2 separate regions of the Mus musculus genome follow, and region 2 is linked to region 1. The links are chromatin contacts, called in public HiCAR-type maps. All regions are on one chromosome and are shown on one strand. The core of a region is the stretch at or near the end of the contact, and the rest is flanking DNA. Distances in the headings are between cores, read along the strand shown.

Region 1 (5,297 bases), core at 389-2,888:
GGCGTGCTGATAAAGGAAAGTCATTCTGACCACAGGGACCATGTTGATACATTTTAAATTATATGGTAACATGACATGCTGGGTCCTTCCTCTGCTCCTGAACATGAGAAACTGTGGGGCTCCTGCAGGGGACACATTGTTGCAAACCCATGAGACCTTAGGTACCCTTTCGAAATGACAGTTAACAATTGTTCACTGCTTGTCATTTCAGATGCTTAGCGTGTTCTGGTTAAAAGCTCAATGTAGTACCAGCCAGAGCTTGCTCCCCCGCCTTCTGTGGGCCAAGGACCATGCTTCCATGCCTTCTTTTCTTATTCACTTGTGTCGCCCTGACTTGCAGATTCAGGGACTGGAGCTTAGAAAGGTGAGGTTAATTCCCAGGCAGAGTGTGGGCTTCAGAGTCCATCTGCTCGTGCAAGCTTCCTCCTCCCTCTCCGCCTTGGATTCAGGACACTGGATTTCCTACACTGTGTGTATTCCCTTCTTGGGTCCTTCAAGACTGTGTATTTCACCTAAAGAACACTTCCGTAGGACACTGCTTGCCTGTTTTTTCCTCACCATGCAGGTCTCTGGTTTTGGTGCTCCTGGGAACGCTCCCTCTGCCCTCTGCATTCCATCCCATGCCGCTCTTCCATTCCTTCAAATTGCTTTTCACTCCCAGAAGTTTCCCTGTTTCTTTACTCTTTGCCTGACTAGGATATCAACTCCATGCTATGCAGGACTTCATCTCCTTCACTCCATGCCCCTACTACAAAGAATAATGCCTGACTCAGAGTAAGCACTTAGCTAATCCTTGCTGAATGAGTTGAAGTATAAACGCACTGAGTTTTGTTGTGAGCATCCGTGGTACTGATAATGCTGCAACAGCCACCTTAGTACCACTGGTAACAGCTGGTGCTTCATTATAAGTCTACATTGACTTAATGCTTCTTAGCAGACAAACATTATTTCTTTTGCCCCGTGCTTTATAGAGAAGGTATGTGGTATTGGTGTCATCAAGAGGCTGAGAATCATATAAGAATGCATTTATATTATCTCAAAATGCCAAGTGTGACATTTTGTTATTGAAAGAAAAGGTAGACAGTTGATACTCCAAAGTCCCTAAGTCTCCTGATGCCTCTGTTCCCTTCTCACTTAAAAAGAATGTTGAAGCATCACAAGAAGTGCCAATGTAAGAGGACTAGACTCTTGAAATCAGTTTTACCTAGTATAGATGCTACTAGGGTCAGAGGCCAGTCCCTGCTTTACAAATCCCTGTGTTTGAATTCTAACTTTGTCCTCACCACTTTCATGAGTATGGCCAATCTCCTGGCCCACTAGAGCTCTGGCATCCATACCTATGAAGTGGGAGGCACCACTTTCGCTTGCCTTCTTTCTCTGCAGAAGGTGCTCTGGGAAGCAGTGAGGTGGGGCTTGGAAAAGCAGCTGACCTGCCTGGCTAACTTGTACTTAGTGCACAGCACAAGGAAGAGGTTTTTTCCTTCTCCATTGCTCAGCTGAAAACCATCCAGCACTTGTCTTCTCGAAGGATGTGTGATGCCTGAGTGTTTAAACTCCATGTCTTCAAACCGAGCCGAAAGTTTCACAGGTCACCCGTGGCCAGATGGCTCAGTCTTTGACCTCATTAGAGAAAGGATATCTGGAAGGCAGGGAAAGCAAAACAAAACACAAAGCAGACAGACCAGAAAAAAGGTCTCAAGGAAGAAAATAGAAAGTTCTTTGACAAGGGGAAAAAATAGTGTGTGGGAAGAGAGGATCTTGCCAGAAGCACAAGGCAGGAAGAGCCTTGGCGGAGGCTGTACTGGGTGCCAGTAAAGAAGCCACGGGGAGCACGGCGTTTCCTTCGAGTCTTCTGAAAGATGTTATGTCTGGGAGGCAAGTTCCTTCCCTACATCCCAGTAACACAAACCTACAGGGAACTTGTCCTCAGGTGGACACATAGGGTCAGTGGGGCAGCATCCAGTGTCACCTAATGGGTAAACCTTACTCTTCTGAAGCTCAAAGCTCCAAAATGCTGTCACAGTGTGATTGTCCAGCAATGGCTTCTGTTCTCAAAGTCATTGTTTGCACGTCTGCCCCTGATATGCCTTGCCCACTCAGCCCGGAGCACACATCACCTTAGTACCTGGTGGGTGACTCACGATTGTACATCAGGCAACTGCAGCTCCATGGATCAATCTTCTAAGGATGTTCACAATTACAAGAGACATGTATTGGCTAACAGGATGAAATCCACTAATCAAATTGTATGACAGTCCTCGGAGTAAAAGATTTGTTAAACAAACAAACAAACAAACAAACAAACTAACTAACTAAGAAACTAACCAACCAACTAACCAACCAAACAAAAGAGCCTGCCATATGTGAGGCACTAGGCCTGTGCATTCGTCAGGATTCTCTAGAGGAGCAGAAGCAATAGGGAAAATATGTATGCACACATGTGCACGATTATAAATGGGGGTTATTGATTAGTTTGCGTGATTAGAGGATGGATAGTTCAACAATGACCACCTGCCCCCTTCAAAGGCTAAGAACCAGGTAGTTGCTTAGTCCAAGACACTGATGCATCAGAGCAAGCAGAGATGCTTCCCGACCGAAAGGCATTCCCCTGAGAGCTGCTGGCGTGAGTCTGTGGAAGAGACTGGTGCCAGTTGGGTGATGAATGTGGCAGTGGACACACACTCTCAGGGAGAGGGCAGCTTATGTATCTGTCTGGCTCCCTCCTTCAGCTTCTCTTCCATGTGAGGCCATAGCCTACTGGTTAGGGCCACCCAAATTCATGGAGGTTCTTGCCCTGTTCGCTACTGTCCCACATCTCACTCTTCTCTGAAAACACTCCAATAGACATGCTCAGGGGTGGGCTTTACAGGGCTTGGGAGTCTCTGAATCCTGTGAAGTTGACTGTCAAGATGAACCATGACAACTTCCAAGGATGAGATGGTCTTGGTCTTCAGGCAGGATACAGGGGAGTAGGGGAAAGGCAAGAGACTGAACCAGCCTAAAACCTGCCCGCTAATGGAGACTAGCACACTTCAAGGAAGAAACAGAAATAAGGAAGGCTCTCAGTCAGGACTGGAGAACAGGTAAGAGAGCAAGGTTAGAAACATCAAAAGAATGGAAAACAGTCTGGGCAGAGGGAATAGAGAGGCACTCTCTCTGTGTCTGTCTCTCTGTCTCTCTCTCTCTCTGTGTGAGAGAGAGAGAGACAGAGACAGAGAGACAGAGGGGGGTGGTGGTGGCTGGATGGTGGAAAAAAGGCCTGAGTTACACCATGAAGGGTTTTAGATTTCCAGTGAGTTTCCTCTGTGACCAGTGTATGGATATTCTGAGTAGAAGCAATGGAGTACAGGCTGAGAGCCAGACTGGAGAGAACTGTGACAGGGAATATAGAGTAAGAGCGGGAAAATGAGCCAGAGTAAGGCATAGTTCGAAAATTAAAATCAATATTACTTGGTGATTACATGGTATGAAATAGAAAAAGGCCCAGGCTGAGCTGGTGTTGTGGGAAGCAATGAGCAGTCAGGGAAGCAATTGTGGCAGATGTTTATTCTTGTCTGTGTAACAGTTGTTGGGATCTGTATGCCTATGTCTCCCCACATGCATATGTAAGGTTCTAACCTCTAAAATGATGGTTTTAAGGGCCAGGACTCTTGGAAAGCAATTAGGTCAGTAGAGCAGAGACTTCAGTAAAGGGGCTAATTGCCTTGTAGAATTGATTCTAGAGAGCTAGCTTCCCCTGCCTGTTGTGTAAGGACAGAGAGTAGATGCCTGTTAATAAGGGAAGCAGACCTCCTCTCCAGACACATCATCTGTAGCTCTTGCATGTTGGCTTTCCCATCTCCAGAGTTTCAAGGATAAATTCTACTGTTTATAAGCCACCCAACTTGTATTATTCTGTTACAGGTAAAAGCCACTCCCCATGTGCCTTGTGCCTCCTACTGGGACCTCAGTCTACTCCAGCACAGATTAAGATCCCATATGAGGAGAATGAAGAGTCCCCTGAGTGGATTGTGATTTGTTTAACCTCCTTTGGATGGATTTTGATTGGCCATTTCTCTTATCCATCCTACATAGTCAAGTTGTAGGATGGTGAACTTAATGAGACAGAATGAAAGACTTCCCCTTGGTAAGTAAAGAGACACTCTAGCTTGAGAAACAGGTTTCTCATTTCCCTTTCTTCCTTCCTGGAAGGTGGGCATACCAGCACACCTAACATCTCCCATGGAAGTAGCCACCTCAGGACCATGGCATAAGGGCATGAGAACAAAGCCAACACAGTAAGGATGGCGGAGCAGAAACTGCTCACAATAGTATCACTAAGCATCTGAATCTATAATTGACCTTCATAAGGTAAGGGTCCTCTGTTCTTTTCTGTCACTTGCTCTGTGTTTGGTAGAATATGGGAGTGCAACAAAGTCTGAAAGTTATGAGCCACACCCAGCAAACACCCATCTCCTGTTCTTCAGATGCTGCAGGTGAGTGTTGGAAAGAGTAAGGGGCAGAACCTTCTGAGTCAGCCAGACAGGTCCCTGAACAATGAGAAGACTCTGCTCCTGCATCTCTTCTGACTCAGCTAAATGTTGCTTTTCTCTCTGGTGACTTAGTCCATATCAAATAAGTTAGTGGGATACAATAGAGGATGCACTCTTTCAATGCATAGTTCCCAGATCGCTCTGGGTCTGGAATCAAATCCAGAATGGTTAAAAAAAAAAAGGAAATATTCTTTGGGGAGGTTTTGTGGGCCATTAGCACTTCCACATCCAGCCCACTGGAGTGAACTGGTCAGCTCCAAGCTCAGGGCAATCTAGAAGATGCAGAGAAGAGGAGCCCCCACTCATCTTCTAAGGATGCCAGTCTCTGCCCCCTGTGGTAAGTAAACTGCTCTATTGCTTTTGTTAGTTGGAACTAAAAGGATTGTTCATTGATCCAATGGCCTAGAGGTCCAGGGACACAGTTTTATGGATTACAGTGAGATTTTCCTTTGACTATAACATGGGAACTTTCCAAATCTACCGCATTTGATAGAGAGTGAGTGGGTCAATGGAAAGGAAGGCCTGGTTTGGATGATGCAGAGTGAGGGGGGCTCAGGGGTGAAGTTTCATGTTGCTCACTGATCTGGCTAACTGAGAAAGCTTCTCCTTACTGTTTGTATAAAGAACAACTCAGACATCTAAATGGCCTGGAGGGACTTCTTCAAGCATGAGTGGGCTCATGACTCACAAAGCTCAAGTCTATAGATGGTAGTCACCCAAATGTTGGTTTTGAGGGAAGGGCCTCCCGGGTGTCAAATGCAAGGA
Region 2 (5,629 bases), core at 12-2,511, 310 kb after region 1:
TCCCTCTCTCTCTCTCTCCTCTTTTCCCTCGTTCCCCCTTCATCCTCAGTGAAAAGGCCCACCAGACAAAGAACTCTAGGTCCCCCAGAAAGCCATCAGCAAAGCACTAAGGCTTTCAGACCAACAACCTACAAGGACCCCTATCCTGCCAAAAGTCATGTAGCTGAAAGCAGACGGAACCCAGACTGAGTCTATATAATGCAGAAACTCCTATCAGTCCTGTAATGATGGCTATGAGACTCTGTAGCAGAGGACTGGGCTAGGCTACAGCACAATCTGGGCTTTAGCAACCCGAGCCCACGTTATGCGTCAACACCTAGCTGACACAGGACAGTTCCTTATGATGAGGAAGGTTCTATCTAGACTCAAGACTTTTGTTTTCCTAGATTGTACAGAGCCCAGACACCAGATCCACAGATCACATTAGTCACGATTGAGTCAGCACTAGGAGGAAAGCATTCTTTGGGGGGAGACTAGGGGCTCTGAGGTAGCCTAACTGTTGCTGAGACTCTTGCGGGAACAAAGGCTGCAGGCAGCGAAAAGGGAACACAAAATGTGTGATTCAGAGAGCTGGCCTCCACATTCTGAGGCTGGAAGGAGTCAGACCCAACTACTACCCAGAGGTTGGCCTTGACACTTGGACTTCTTTCTCTGAACTGAGAGAAAAAAAACAGATGTTTTAGATTTGGGTTTGCCTTTAAGAAAGAAGGAAAAGCATTGGTGTTCACTGAGAGACAAACACAAGCCATTTTCAAAGTCTGGGGAAATGGAACTGCTGGTCAGGGTTAGAAGAGGGAGGAAAGGCTCAGAATCAGTAAACCTTTTAAGGAAGCTTTGGTGAGTCAGAAGTATATATGAAACGATAATAAAGGTCCCCAGAGTCAGAGGACCTGAGGATGGCTCAGGAGTGCTGTCTGGAGGCCGGGGGAGGAGTCTACTCTGCCACTGCCTTAGACCCTCCAAAGGAGAAGGAGACTGTGTCGAAGCTGCCAGAAAATCTTCAGGGGACATGTGAGCTTCTGGCTTGGTGAGAAAGAAGAGAGGCTTGGAGAACCAAGAGGAGTCTATCTCACCAGAACAAGGGTTCTACTATGCTTGGTGAGAAACTCCAGAGGGAAGCAAGTGTGTCCTGGGTGGGGTGAGGCAGACTCAACCATAAGGAAGCCAGAGGCACTTTTCAATGGCAGAGGTAGAGGAGGCTGAGGGCTACGGATGAGCCAGAGGTCAGAGGTTCCTGTTGGCTTGGCGAGAGCACAGTGGTAGCGGGTAAGTTCATTGACTTGACCAGTCTTCAAACTCCAGCTGAGCATGATTCATCAGTAGCTTCAACAACAGCAACTCATTTGAGTACTTAGAGCCAAAAGCCCAAGCCTCCTCCAAGACTGTCTCCAGATGACTGCAGATTTCAGGAAAACACTGGCATGCTGTTTTCCTGTGGCAAACAGTGGCAAACAGAACCCATTAAAGTGCTGGCTAGTTTATGTTAACTTGACACAAGCTAAAGTCATTTGGGAAGAGGGAACATAAGTTGAGTAAACTCCCTCACCAGATTGGCCAATCATTGCGTTTTCTTTTTGTATTTGATGTAGGAGGGCTGTGGGGCTTTGAATCAGTGTGATCCCCATAGGCTCACATGCTTGAATGCTTGGCCTATAGGGAATCAGGAGGTGTGGCCTTCTTAGAGGAATGTGTCACCATGGAGGCAGGCTTTGAAAACTCATATATGCCCAAGCTACACTGAGTGTGACATAGTCTCTCCTCCTGGCAGCCTTTGGATCAAGATATAGAACTGTCAGCTCTGTCTCCAGCACCATGTCTGCCTGCATGCTGCCATGCTTCCCACCATGATGATAATGGACTAAACCTCTGAAACTATAAGCCAGCCCCAATTAAATGTTTTTCTTTATAAGAGTTGCCATGGTTATGATGCGTCCTTGCAGCAATGGATACTCAAACTAAGACAAAGGCTTGGGCCACTGTGAGCAGTGTCACCCCTGGGCAGATGGTCCTGAGGTCTATAAGAAGGCAGGCTGAGCCAGCCGGTAAGCAGCACTCCTCCATGGTCTCTGTTTAAGTACCAGCATCTAGGTTCCAGCCTTGTCTGTGTTTCTGCCCCAAGTTCTCTCAGTGTTGTACTGTATGTACTGTGGAACTGTACATGAGCTAAATCCTTCCCTCCCCAAGTTATCTTCTGTCTTGGGGCTTCAGCAAAATAATACACCACTAAATCTAATGACCTGAGTTTAATCCCCAGAACCCACGTGGTGGAAGGAGAGAACCAAATGACCCCACAAACAATCACAGATAGATAGATAGATAGATAGATAGATAGATAGATAGATAATGCATACATACATACATACACACGTATGTACATAGACAGACAGACAGACATGCAGGCAGACAGGCAGGCAAGCAGATGTAAAAAAGTAAATACACTTCTACATTTATTCTTTAAAATTTTTCCATCAAGCACTTTACCACATGGCTAATTAGCATAGAGGGAAGAAACTTGGACCAATCTTCAGGGAGCTGGGTCTTGCTTCCAGCTCCATCCTGACAAGCTATGTGACCTTAAACTAACTTCCCTCACTCCATATGCCAAGCAAGGGGCTAAACCAGATTCCCTCATGTCCCTGCAGCACCAACATTGCAAGTTCCTGCAAACAGAGAACACGAAGCCAGCTCTGAAGACCAAGCGGGTTAGTTTTCAGTTATTTCACTCTTCAAATAAAGGAAACATTCCAGTCCTTATCTGTAACCTTCTGGAGACTTCCTATCCATTGATAGGATTCCCTGTGGGAAGTGTTTTGAAATAGTGGTCATTACTGTGAAATGAAATGCTGGAGATTTATCTGCAAGCAAGGCTAAAAGTTTTTAGTGATTTTTTTTTTCCCAAACGTATGAGAAATCTTTATCCAACTGGACGTGAGGCAGATTCTTTTCTGAAGTATCTTGTTTGTATTCTTAACACTAGGTTTAGCAGGAGTAAGGAGTTGAAGCCGGAGAGCTTGTCACTTACTCAGAAAGCTGTTGGGGAAGATAGACTGACAGCCGCTGGTGAATCACGTCTAAGCCATCTCATGTCTAAGTTCCAAATTATCTACAAGTATTACTCCACACACATCCATGCAACTTCACCATGAGACAGCAAAGAACTTCAGCGATAGCCACGAGGTGAAAGAGGGGCTTTCTCCTGGCCTCCAGCATTCCCAGAGGCTCATTTCCTCTCTCCTCCTCCTCCATCTCTCCCCAGTATTCCAACTTCCCGCATGAACCCCAGGCCATTTAGTCCTATCTTATACGATGTCAACAACTCCAGATAACCTACAACAGTGTCTCAACCCAGACCCACAAACTTTACATGAAAGAAAGAAGATGAAAAACAGACAAGGAAGCGGCCTTTGATTCCAAATGCTGGAATTTTGATTATCCTGGCCAGGCACTTGGGGACTCTGCAAAGTTTTTCTTTTTCATAGCACTGTTACCAGTAAAAAGTACAACAACACACTTTACAATAGCGCACAGCATAGTTCAAAGATTTTACACTTTATTTTTTAGTCATTCGACAAGGACGTTATTGTGGTATTCTGGATGCTGCATTCCCTTTCATGGCATCTAAGCTATGAATTAGCTATGGCACTGAAGTCAACTTCTTAATAGTACTATGTTGAAAGGAATGCAGTTCATTCTGCCCCGGGGTGGGAGAGTTAAGGCTGGTGAGTCTTGGGTGATGAGTAACAGTGGAAAGATAAGCCAGATGATGAGTGAAGTCCAGTGGACAGTCAAAGCAAGATGAACCAGGAGGGGCATGGAAGAATGGATCTACAGGAGGAGGGTCGAAACATCTTCTAATCTAATCCACTAAAGCTGGAGTTCAAAGGTAGACACCAGGGGTCTGGGAGGGGGAAGGGCAGATGGGGACCAACCTGTGAAGGTTTTAAATGGCACCCTGGAAACTCGGCCCATTCTTTAGGGAGCAGGGAGACAATGATCATGACTGATTCTGCAGTTTAGAAAAGTGCTTTTATTATCCCTGAAGAGAATGGATCAGGAGGAAATGGCAGACTGCTGGAGGTCAATAGCCAGACATTTCACTCTAGATCTTTGTTCTGTTTGCATCTCCTTCCCAAACCTGGTGCAGAGAAGTCCTTTGTGGGCAGTGCCATGTCTTATGCTCCTTCATGCCCCAGCCCCGCCCAGAATGCCTGAGGTGGTGTGAGCACAGAGTGAGTGCCATTTCGAAGAATGAGTAAACAAACTATAGGTAGGGTGGTAGCAGTGTAAATCTCTTAGAAACAAAAGGCACATTCAACAGATATTTTCTGAAGTATACCTGAAGTATTTGGTTTCTGGCAAAGGAGAAAATTAAAGTTTATCTAAAGGACAGCTCAGAATGTCTTTGAGCTTTTTGTTAACTAAGGACAGTGAGCAGTTTGAGAAAGGCAATGGTGGGGTAGGAACACAGAGACTCTGTGGCCAGGGTCCTGAAGTCCAGGCCGACTGGAATCTGTTCCTGAAGTTCCATGTCTGATGGTGTTGCTGCCCAATCCTCCACAGGGACAGGTAAGCCCACATGCAACTTCCGCCATTTTCAACATGGGCTGGAAACTTCAATCCCAGTGAAAGAAGTACCCTCCACTCCCCAATAAATACAATAAATAAAAATGGTGTTCAAAGATCCCTGCTTCATTCTCTCCAAAAACAAAAGAAAAGATGGGAGCAGGAGGGACAGAGCTAAGCCTCTGCTCTTTGATCTTTGAAGATGTCAGCTCACTACAAAGAATAACAACACAGCTCTGGCAGAAACCCCAGGGGCCTGCGCAGAATTCTTCCCATCAATGCTCCTCAGGTCTCTCAGGTTGGAAACACTGGGCTGGAGGCACAGGGCAAAGCCTTTACAGGGCTCACTTGGTGCCTGGAAGGAGCCCTATAAAGACAGTTAAAAGGACGACTTTAGGGCTGTGGCTACTTCTGCCATACTAGATTTTTGTCTGCAAGTGTGTGTGTGTGTGTGTGTGTGTGTGTGTGTGTGTGTGTGTGCATTTTTTTAACTGCTCAGCACTGACATAATTCTGGGACTCCAGGTACACCCAGATGGCACCTCCATTGAAAGAAGCACTGTTACCTTATCCCATAGGTCCTGTTGAGTCAGATGGGCCAACACTGAAAGATCTAAAAATGCGCACTTTCTACTGTATCTACAGACACAATTCTGGAAGTCTGAAAAACAAGGTGTTGCCTTAACAAAACCTAAACTGCAGGAGTAGAGTTGGAACCAGTCCCCGGGTAGAACTTGAATGACTGTAAGAACTTTAAGGAAGAGACAAAGCAAACTTGGACTTCACGGCTCAGCTGATCAGTAAAGTCCGACTGCTCAGGGGGACAGTGAGTTCTTGGGAAGTGAGCATCGCCTTGCTGGGATTGTGAAGAGAAGAATCTCTCTATGTCACAGAAGAACTTGGCCAACATTGTCCCCTGCAATGTATCTAATGGACTAGCTAATTTACCTAAGACACTCTCCAGAAGTCTTTGAGGTACCACCTGGAAGAAAGAGGAGCTGAGAAAGACAGGGTTGGTCTGGGTTTTAAGGTTCTGAGATAAATAATACATTTATATATTTCCAACT

The links. HiCAR-type assays count read pairs that join an accessible place to other places.
Region 2: a HiCAR-type map of fibro-adipogenic progenitors shows a contact between it and region 1, with 4 times the contacts expected there. The contact joins two enhancer-like sites. A contact is called at or near these places in 1 of 15 datasets of contacts at CTCF or cohesin (the NIH/3T3 cell line), 3 of 484 Hi-C or Micro-C datasets (3T3-L1-derived adipocytes, adipose-derived mesenchymal stem cells and nephron progenitors) and 6 of 115 datasets of contacts at active chromatin or transcription factors (epiblast stem cells, extraembryonic endoderm stem cells, fibro-adipogenic progenitors and 3 more).

The regions. Positions count from the first base shown.
Region 1 is chr3:102,359,298-102,364,594 of GRCm38.p6, forward strand. No RefSeq gene overlaps it. Among named protein-coding and RNA genes, the nearest start is that of Gm40110, 11 kb to the right of the region's middle. Within about 2 kb of position 1,639, at least 8 of the 459 cell types and tissues checked have an H3K27ac peak or open chromatin away from gene starts, as enhancers often do. A contact at or near this core is called in fibro-adipogenic progenitors and heart atrium, where this site is marked.
Region 2 is chr3:102,667,465-102,673,093 of GRCm38.p6, forward strand. No RefSeq gene overlaps it. Among named protein-coding and RNA genes, the nearest start is that of Gm40112, 24 kb to the right of the region's middle. Within about 2 kb of position 1,262, at least 55 of the 459 cell types and tissues checked have an H3K27ac peak or open chromatin away from gene starts, as enhancers often do. A contact at or near this core is called in fibro-adipogenic progenitors and heart atrium, where this site is marked.